Regions from separate parts of the Mus musculus genome. Here region 1 is linked to region 2. A link is a contact called in public ChIA-PET data. All regions are on one chromosome and are shown on one strand. The core of a region is the stretch at or near the end of the contact, and the rest is flanking DNA. Distances in the headings are between cores, read along the strand shown. Region 1 overlaps Man2a1 (mannosidase 2, alpha 1). Region 2 has its middle 22 kb from the start of Man2a1.

The links. ChIA-PET counts read pairs in DNA pulled down with a chosen protein or histone mark.
Region 1: a contact with region 2 is called in an RNA polymerase II ChIA-PET map of memory CD8 T cells, with 5 read pairs. The contact joins two enhancer-like sites. A contact is called at or near these places in 1 of 39 promoter capture datasets (embryonic stem cells), 2 of 115 datasets of contacts at active chromatin or transcription factors (embryonic stem cells and memory CD8 T cells) and 2 of 9 other capture datasets (adipose tissue and liver).

The regions. Positions count from the first base shown.
Region 1 is chr17:64,724,396-64,728,613 of GRCm38.p6, forward strand. All of the region lies in intron 16 of Man2a1 (mannosidase 2, alpha 1), which reads left to right. Among named protein-coding and RNA genes, the nearest start is that of Dreh, 41 kb to the right of the region's middle. Within about 2 kb of position 1,811, at least 40 of the 459 cell types and tissues checked have an H3K27ac peak or open chromatin away from gene starts, as enhancers often do. A contact at or near this core is called in memory CD8 T cells, where this site is marked.
Region 2 is chr17:64,577,998-64,581,913 of GRCm38.p6, forward strand. No RefSeq gene overlaps it. Among named protein-coding and RNA genes, the nearest start is that of Man2a1, 22 kb to the right of the region's middle. Within about 2 kb of position 1,919, at least 48 of the 459 cell types and tissues checked have an H3K27ac peak or open chromatin away from gene starts, as enhancers often do. A contact at or near this core is called in memory CD8 T cells, where this site is marked.

The DNA.
Region 1 (4,218 bases), core at 561-3,060, 150 kb after region 2:
GTGGCACCATTCCTCAGGCAGGTTGTCCTTGCTTGTGAGTGTATGCATGTATGTGTGTGCATGTCCCTCAGTGGTGGGTTGTACCTGCAGGTATAATATAAAATAAACTCTTTGCTGGAAGTCACATTTGGTCAGAGTATTTTACCACAGCAACAGAAAAGTAGTCAGAGCAGCACCATGAATAGTCTTGCCACTAATGTACCAGTGGGTACATCTTGCCTGCTTGTCAGTATTGTAACATGTGAGGGCCACCACTAGCTAAGATGATTGATGTCTTCTCTCTCAGACACCCGTATAGCACCTTCCAGTACTATGCAAGCGAGGCCTAGCAGGGAGAGTTTCCTGGTCAGTTTAAGATCGATTTCTCTGTGTCCTGCAGTGAAAGTCTGTAGTGTCCAGGAATCTATGGTGGGCAACCAAGAGCAATGGCAGCATCTCCCTTAATAAACTATCCCTCAGTCCCCCAATTCTGGTTTCCTGGTTTCTACATGTACTTCAGGTTAAATACACAGATGCACACCTAAACAAACAATAGATTTGAAGCTGTGGACCACATAGGAGAGGACATGTGACTTTTTTTCTAGTTGGGTGCAAGCCAGATGCCCTCATCCTTTCTTGACCTAATCAAAAGGTGGGGGCCACTTATAGGATTCTGGATTCTTTCTGGGAAGTGTTCAGGGCTCTCTTGCTTTTTTTTTTTTTTTTTTTTTTTTTTTGGTTTTTCGAGACAGGGTTTCTCTGTATAGCCCTGTCTATCCTGGAACTCACACTGTAGACCAGGCTGTCCTCAAAGTCAGAAATCCACCTGCCTCTGCCTCCCAAGTGCTGGGATTAAAGGCGTGCTTTCCTCTCATTAGATTTCCTCTGATTGGATGTGGCAAAGTGCTATGTGATTTTGCAGAGTCTGTCCCATGGGGAAAATACGCTGTGTCTTCCAGAGCTGTTCAACTGAGATGACAGGGAAGGGCCAACACCAATCTGTTCAGCACCAAGGGAGGCTGCTGCAAGTAGCTTTGGCAGGATAAGGCCAGGGGCATAGGGAGTGGACAGAAGGTAATGCAAGCAAGCAGAGGCGGTGGGTGGAAACATCATCTTTGCTGATCAGAACTGCCCCCACCACACACACACACACTGTCATGCCAAGAGTCTTTATACCTCTGTGTTCCCTGTGCCTTGCCTTCCACACCTAGGGCATACTAAGGATGGCTTCCAGCTTTGCTCTCTCAAGAGATATGTATCTTAGGTCAATAAGCTAATTCTAAGCAAATATTAAACAGCTGAGGCTTCCTCTCTCTTGCCCCCATTCTCCTGACCTGTTCTGCAGGGAAGGCCCTGCAGATACCAGCGTATTGGTCTGCACATCGGAAGCTGCTGTTCCAAAATTAGAATGTGAGAGGACCTCCTGCTGGTGACCCATTGTTTTCTTGACATGTAGGAAAATTGTCTTTCTTTCCAACTGCTTTAAAGTATTTTTATAAACACAAATAATGCATACATACCCCCTTGCCACAGTTTTAATGCTTTATACACGTAATGTCTGAACATTTGAAGATATGTAGGTGTGTTCTTGTGTGCACATAGGCAACTCCATGCCTCTGGAAAACTGTAGCATGGTGTTTAGGGCACTACACAAAAGTGCACTCTCTCCAGAAGCCTGTCTGCCTGGATACACAGCCACCCCATTCTTGTTCTTTGCAGCACTGTCCCCCATATCAGAGCGGTTTTCTAGTCATCTCCCTCTTGACAGCCATCTGGCATGTTCTCCTGTTGTTTACTCTTAGAAGTGGCAGTCAAAGGGTGTGCAGGGGTGTGCTTCCGGTGTGTGCTTCCGGTGTGTGCTACCCTGTGCTCCTCTCAGCCCCGAGGTGGCGAGGATCACTTCTGGGCCTCTTGGCTAAGATGGTGTGTAGTTCAGTCAGGAGGAACTGCACTGGAGCAGTCATTTTAAAATAAACCTCATTATGAAAAGCTTGCAAGTGAAAACCACTGGAATTAACCAGACCCAAAGACCGCACATCTCACTGAACCTATGCGGTTAGAATAGCCAGGCTTTGAAATACATATTATTTTCTTGACATCTAAAGAAAGTGGCCTTTTAAAAATAGGGCTTGGAGGTTGTTGATGGGATGTATTCCCAGGTGAGTCAGTCTCTTGATGGTCATGCCTTCAGTCTCTGCTCCACACTTTGTCTCTGTAACTCTTTCCGTGGGTGTTTTGTTCCTCCTGCTAAGAAGGATCGAAGTATCCACACTTTGTTCTTCCTTCTTCTTGAGCTTCATGTGGTCTGTGAATTGTATCTTGGGTATTCCGAGCTTCTGGGCTAATATCCTCATATCAGTGAGTGCATATCATGTGTGTTCTTTTGTGATTGGGTTACCTCACTCAGGATGATATCCTCCAGATCCATCCATTTGTCTAAGAATTTCATAAATTCATTCTTTTTAATAGCTGAGTAGTACTTCATTGTGTAAATGTATCACATTTTCTGTACCCACTCCTCTGTTGAGGGGCATCTGGGATCTTTCCAGCTTCTGGCTATTATAAATAAGGCTGCTATGAACATAGTGGAGCATGTATCCTTATTACATGTTGGGGCATCTTCTGGGTATATGCCCAGGAGTGGTATTGCTGGATCTTCCGGTAGTACTATGTCCATTTTTCTGAGGAACCACCAAACTGATTTCCAGAATGGTTGTACCCCCAGACACTATTGTGAATGCCAACAAGAGCTTGCTGACAGAAGCCTGATAAAGCTGTCTCCTGGAGAGGCTCTGCCAGTGCCTGACAAATACAGAAGTAGATGCTCACAGCCATCCATTGAACAGAGCACAGGGTTCCCAATGAAGGAACTAGAGAAAGTACCCTGAAAAGAGTACCCTGAAAAGAGAAAGGAGCTTAAAGGGGTTTGCAGCCCCATATGAGGAACAACAATATGAACTAACCAGTACCACCAGGGCTCCCTGGGACTAAACCACCAATCAAAGAAAACACATGATGGGACTCATGGCTCTAGCTGCATATGTAACAGAGGACGAACTAGTCGGTCATCAATGGGAGGAGAGGCCGTTGGTCCTGTGAAGGTTCTATGCCCCCAGTATAAGCAATGCCTGGACCAGGAAGTGGGAGTGACTGAGAGGATTAGCTGTGATGCCACCAGCCTCAGGACTGTCAGCAAGTGACGGGGCAGGGTTACACAGTGATCTGGGAAGAGTGTGGCCTCAGAAAGTATCAATGCCAGCTGGCTCCCCCATGCCCTCTTCGCCTGTGCCTGTCAGCAGACATGCTAGCACACTACACTACAGAGCCCATGTTCTCACGTGTGTGCTTGCCCGGGATGAAAATTGCTGTCCCTTTGTTTTTCCAGAGTCTTTTACTTTACCACACGCCAATCTGGTTTCCTCCCATGCCACATTATTTCTATTTGATGAGGGATGTGTTTTTCTTTCTTGGTTATTTCCGTTGAGTGGTGATTCAGCCCTTAGTGTGCTCAGAGATTCGAAGTGGAATGTAAGGATGGTGTGTAAGATAGTTTGTCTGTGAGAAGCCTGGAAACTCTCAGAAGACACACTGCCTCCGTCCAGGGCTGAGGCCCAAGACTGCCTTAGACCTGGACAACAGCTCAGAGAGAGACTTGCTAGCCTCTGTTGCTTTGTAACCTGCCTCTAGTCTAGTCTTGTTTTATGTTGCTAAGGACAGGCATCCTCCACTCTCTCTGCAGCAGAAGTGCAGGTCTTAGCACTGACTTCTCATGGCTGCATCCCAGTTGTGACTTTGCTCTTCCCTCTTTAAAGGACTAACCTTGTACAACCGAAACCATTTTTTCTTTCTCAAGATTACAGAAAACCCACAAGAACCTAGAAAGCCATGGTAGCACAAGCCAGAGAAACCAACTTTGGTAAATTAGCTATCTCTCTGTCACTAACTGTAGAGCTCAGACCAATGGTCCTGACTGGCCTCTGGGGTGCTTTCCACTCAACCCTCAGGCCTCCTTGGACTCACTCAGGGAATTCTTGACCCAGCAGAGGTTGGTAGCCTTCCGTCCTAGCCACACTTATGCTTTACCTAGTCGCTTGAAGGACTCTGGCATACTGACTGGCTTTTATTGCAGGCACTGTTTTTTATTTGTTTTTGTTTTTGTTTTATTTACAGAATAGGCATTTTAAGTTTGAACTTAGTTTACAAGACTATCTTGGTTCTGAATTTAAATCAATGCCTTGC
Region 2 (3,916 bases), core at 669-3,168:
ACAAAAGACTAGGAGTGTAGGATGTGAGGATGTACTGTGAAGGTCACAGGAAGAGTTTTGGTCCTTGAAGGTGAAAGAAAGCAAGTAAACAAAATAAAACTGTTTAAGTCACAGGGAGCTCAAAGGGACTCCCTTCATCCTGGGGCCGGGGCTATCTCCTTACTCACAACTACTGCTCTTTCCTTGCTACCCAAAAGCAACACATCTATGGGACACTTTTGTTATTAAGTATCCTGTTCTAACAGGTCCATGAACTCTTTAAGGGCAAGGACAGTATTATTTTCTGAACATCTGGTAGGGTTTTAGCAGGAAGCTTGAAGAGAGCAAGCAGTTGGTAATTCCTCCTTAATCTGATTTGACATTTGTTTGTTCTTTGTTGTTAGTAATGCCAAACCGAGAGGTTTTGAGATAGTGCAAAGGAAAACAAGATAAAACAAACAGTAACCAGTATGCCCTTCCCCCTGGCTAAGATAGGATTGAAACATTTTCTGCCTCTACCAACCATTTCCCTGGGGAGTCAAGCCAAGCCTCCAACACATTAACAATGTTAATGTTCTCCTGTAGGCGGACAGGCAACTCTTGGGCTTGCTTCTAATCTTCCTTCTCTTCTTTAGATAGAATGACTTAACTCCACTAATTTTCAGAGGCGGGGGTGGGAGGAGTGGGGAGAGGAGGTGGGGTGGAGGGAGCTGAGACTGTCTTCGGGAATCTCCACTTGTCACACATATCCTATATGGAAATGGAAAGAGGCAGAGATGCACAGATAAACGCAGAGTTTAACCCCACAGCCCCAGAGCAGAACTATTAAGAGCTTCAACCAGAATGGGAACTTGATATTTTGGGCTATTTAAGAACATTTATTATTTATTTGTTTGTTTTTTATTTATTTATTTAGCTGAAGCCAGGCAAGTTTTACTTTCAGAAATAGCTGCAGTCTCTATATCTAAGTGGGTATGGACAAAAAGGAAGACACCAAAAGCCTGTGGGAGGTTCTAGTTTTTAGCTCAGCTGTTTATATTCGATCATGCACTTGCTTGACTGTGAGACTCTGTGACTCTCACAAATCTTCCTAACTGGCCTGGCAAATCACTAGGAATTTCCTAGGAATGCTGGGGTATTTGTCATCCCCCCCCCCACTCTTGCAGAAATTAAATGGTGGGATATTTTGTGCCTTTTGATGAACATGTTTCTACACTGTTGTAGAAATCAATATTTTTAGCTTGGCTCCTTTTCAGGAACCTCATTTTCTGAGCCCCATTTTTTACCTGTAAATGAACAAGTTAGACAAGTTGACTTTAGGAATCTTTTCCTCTAGGTCACTAATGTTCTGTGTTATGGCTTATTCGAGATAGGGTATAAAAGAGAGATGTCCAGCTGAAATCAAGGACACACGACGTGAGGTCCCAGCCCTGCCATTTCCCAGTACATTAATCCTCTCTCCACCTTAGTTTCTTTTGCCTGTAAGATCCATTTCAGTTCTAAATTGTATAGTTTTATGGCATTGCTTATTGAGTCTGAAAATATCACAAACATAAGATCTTAGGAATTACCTTTAAGACTTTTGTACCACACAGATTGTATGACAAAAATAACCGAATTGGATCATCAACCAATAGCATTTATTGTACAAGCAAATGGTTTATCTGCCCAAATGTATAGAGGTGACAAGATGTATATTTTGCAGACACCATCATTAATGATGGTCTCACTTGTCCTATAGTAATTGAATTTTAAATCACAATTAATATTTAACACTAATTACTGCCACGATCTCTTGTTTTCATGAGGTTCAACACTGTCAAGTTGATAAATTTTGTATTTTTAACACTCTAGTTTGCCTGCTTCCTAGGATGGTGCGGCTGGCCAACAGCCAAGTGAGCACAGATTGGCGCTTCATAGCCTTAGAAAACCACATGCCTGTCAAGTGCTTATGTAACCCACTTCCTGCCGCGGTTTCCACTTTCGGGTTTAACTAATTCTTTTCCTTCCTCTTCCAGGAAATGAGGTGTCATTTAAAAAAAAAAAACAAAACCGAAACGTTTTCCTTGATTATGGTGGGACCAGTGTGTGAGTCTGAGTGTGTGAGCACAGTGGGACAAGATGTTTTGGGCTACAGCCACCATCTATGAGACTCGGGGGAGCTCTGCTTTGAGGTAGGACAGCAGGCCTATCTACTTCCCTTCTGTCTCACTGGCTTTGCTAAGAGAGAGACAAGATAGGATGGCTTTAATGTATCAAACAAGGAGAACAAACAGTGGACTATTGGTAACATTTCTTGAGCCTCTCCTATGTTGCCAGGAGCTGTTTAACTCATCTTTGGCTCATCCGGATACTTGAGCTACCAACAGGCTTGGGAGCTCTGCAGTGCCCTTGGGACTCTGTTTTGCACTCACCCCCATTCCCTCCCTCCCAGTCATTTTTTTTCCTTTCCATTCTTGATGGTGTTTGTCCACTGAAACGCCTCATCTGATGGGAAGAAGACCACCAGAATACTCGTGGTCCCACTCTCCTAACTCAGTTAATCCCAAGGGTGAAAGACTCCCTCTCGTATCTGGGCTCAGATTGGTCTTCTTGTCACATGTTCATGGCTGGCCTGCACCCTATGCTTAGGGGTCAGGCACAGGGGTAGGCCCGTCCCTATGTGGAGTAGGGGTGTGTGTGTGTGTGTGTGTGGTGTTGTGTTTTATAAAAAGATAAGCAGAGAAGGAATATGTTTGGTGGAGGTGCTATAAGGTGTGGGGGAAGGGGGTGCCTCTGCTGGCCCATGCTGAGGCATCCCTTCCAGATTTGAGTTTATTCAGGGTATGGGGAGGGGATCTGAGAGAAGGGGGGGAGGAGAGAGAGAGAGAGAGACTGGCCATGAACACATGGAGAGAGGTGGGGGGAGGAGGATGAGGAGGGGGGAACAGGAGTAAGAGGACAGCAAGAAAGAGAGGAGGGGCAAGCAGCCCCCTTTATAGTGAGTCAGGCACACCTGGATGTTGCCAGGTAACTGTGGGGCAGAGCCTCGACTAAATGCCAACTGGAGGAGTTTTCTTTTTGAAGAGGTCAGGGGGAAAAGTAGTGGTGAAGTTTCCTAGACAAAGATTACCCCAGATGTCACAGTGAGCTACTTAAGGGCAACGTTGGTTTGAGCTGCCAGTTTGAAGGTTTTTGTTGACTGAACAGAACAGTCATCCCAAATGAGATGGCTAAGAGTTGTTAGTTGTTAGTTGTTATGCGGGCACACCTGTTAGCAGGCATTTCTCAGGCTGCCTTGAACTGCCTCTCTCCCTCAGCTGAAGGCTCCTGCCATGCTGGTGCTGAGGCAGCAGCTAGATTTCTCTTGGAGACGAAGCCATCTAGATTTAAAGGCATATGGTCTGACTTGGATGGCATACAGTTTGCAAGATGGCTTCGAAGCCAAGCTTGCTGCTTATTTCATGCCCTGCGTATTTAATCGCTGCTCGATGTGAATGGAGCATTTTATCTTGAGATCTGAGCCACTGACATATTACCTGTGTTCAGTTAGAAAATCTCTTCCAACATATCAAGGTGATCTTCGGGAGGTGCAGGGGTGGGGGGAGTTCATGGAGATGGTTTGCTTGGGGTAGATTGCTGTAGGGCACCCATGTTTTCGGTCAGCTTGATCATATTGCAGAAAACAACAACCACCACAAATGCTCTTACTTGAATAATTTTCTGGAAAAACTTGGGGTCCTGAAGAAAAATTCTTCTGTGGTTAGTGAATATCTTTGGCTTATTTCAGCTTCTGAAAGAAATATATCATGGAGCCTTGCCCAAGTCACTTGTTGTATGAGGGGCAACACATAGCTGGTGTATTGCATCTCTCTGAAGTGCATTTCTTCTTAGCTCTTTTATTTGGCTTTTGTACCATAACTTCATTCAGTTGAATTATCCTTCTATTACCTAATGC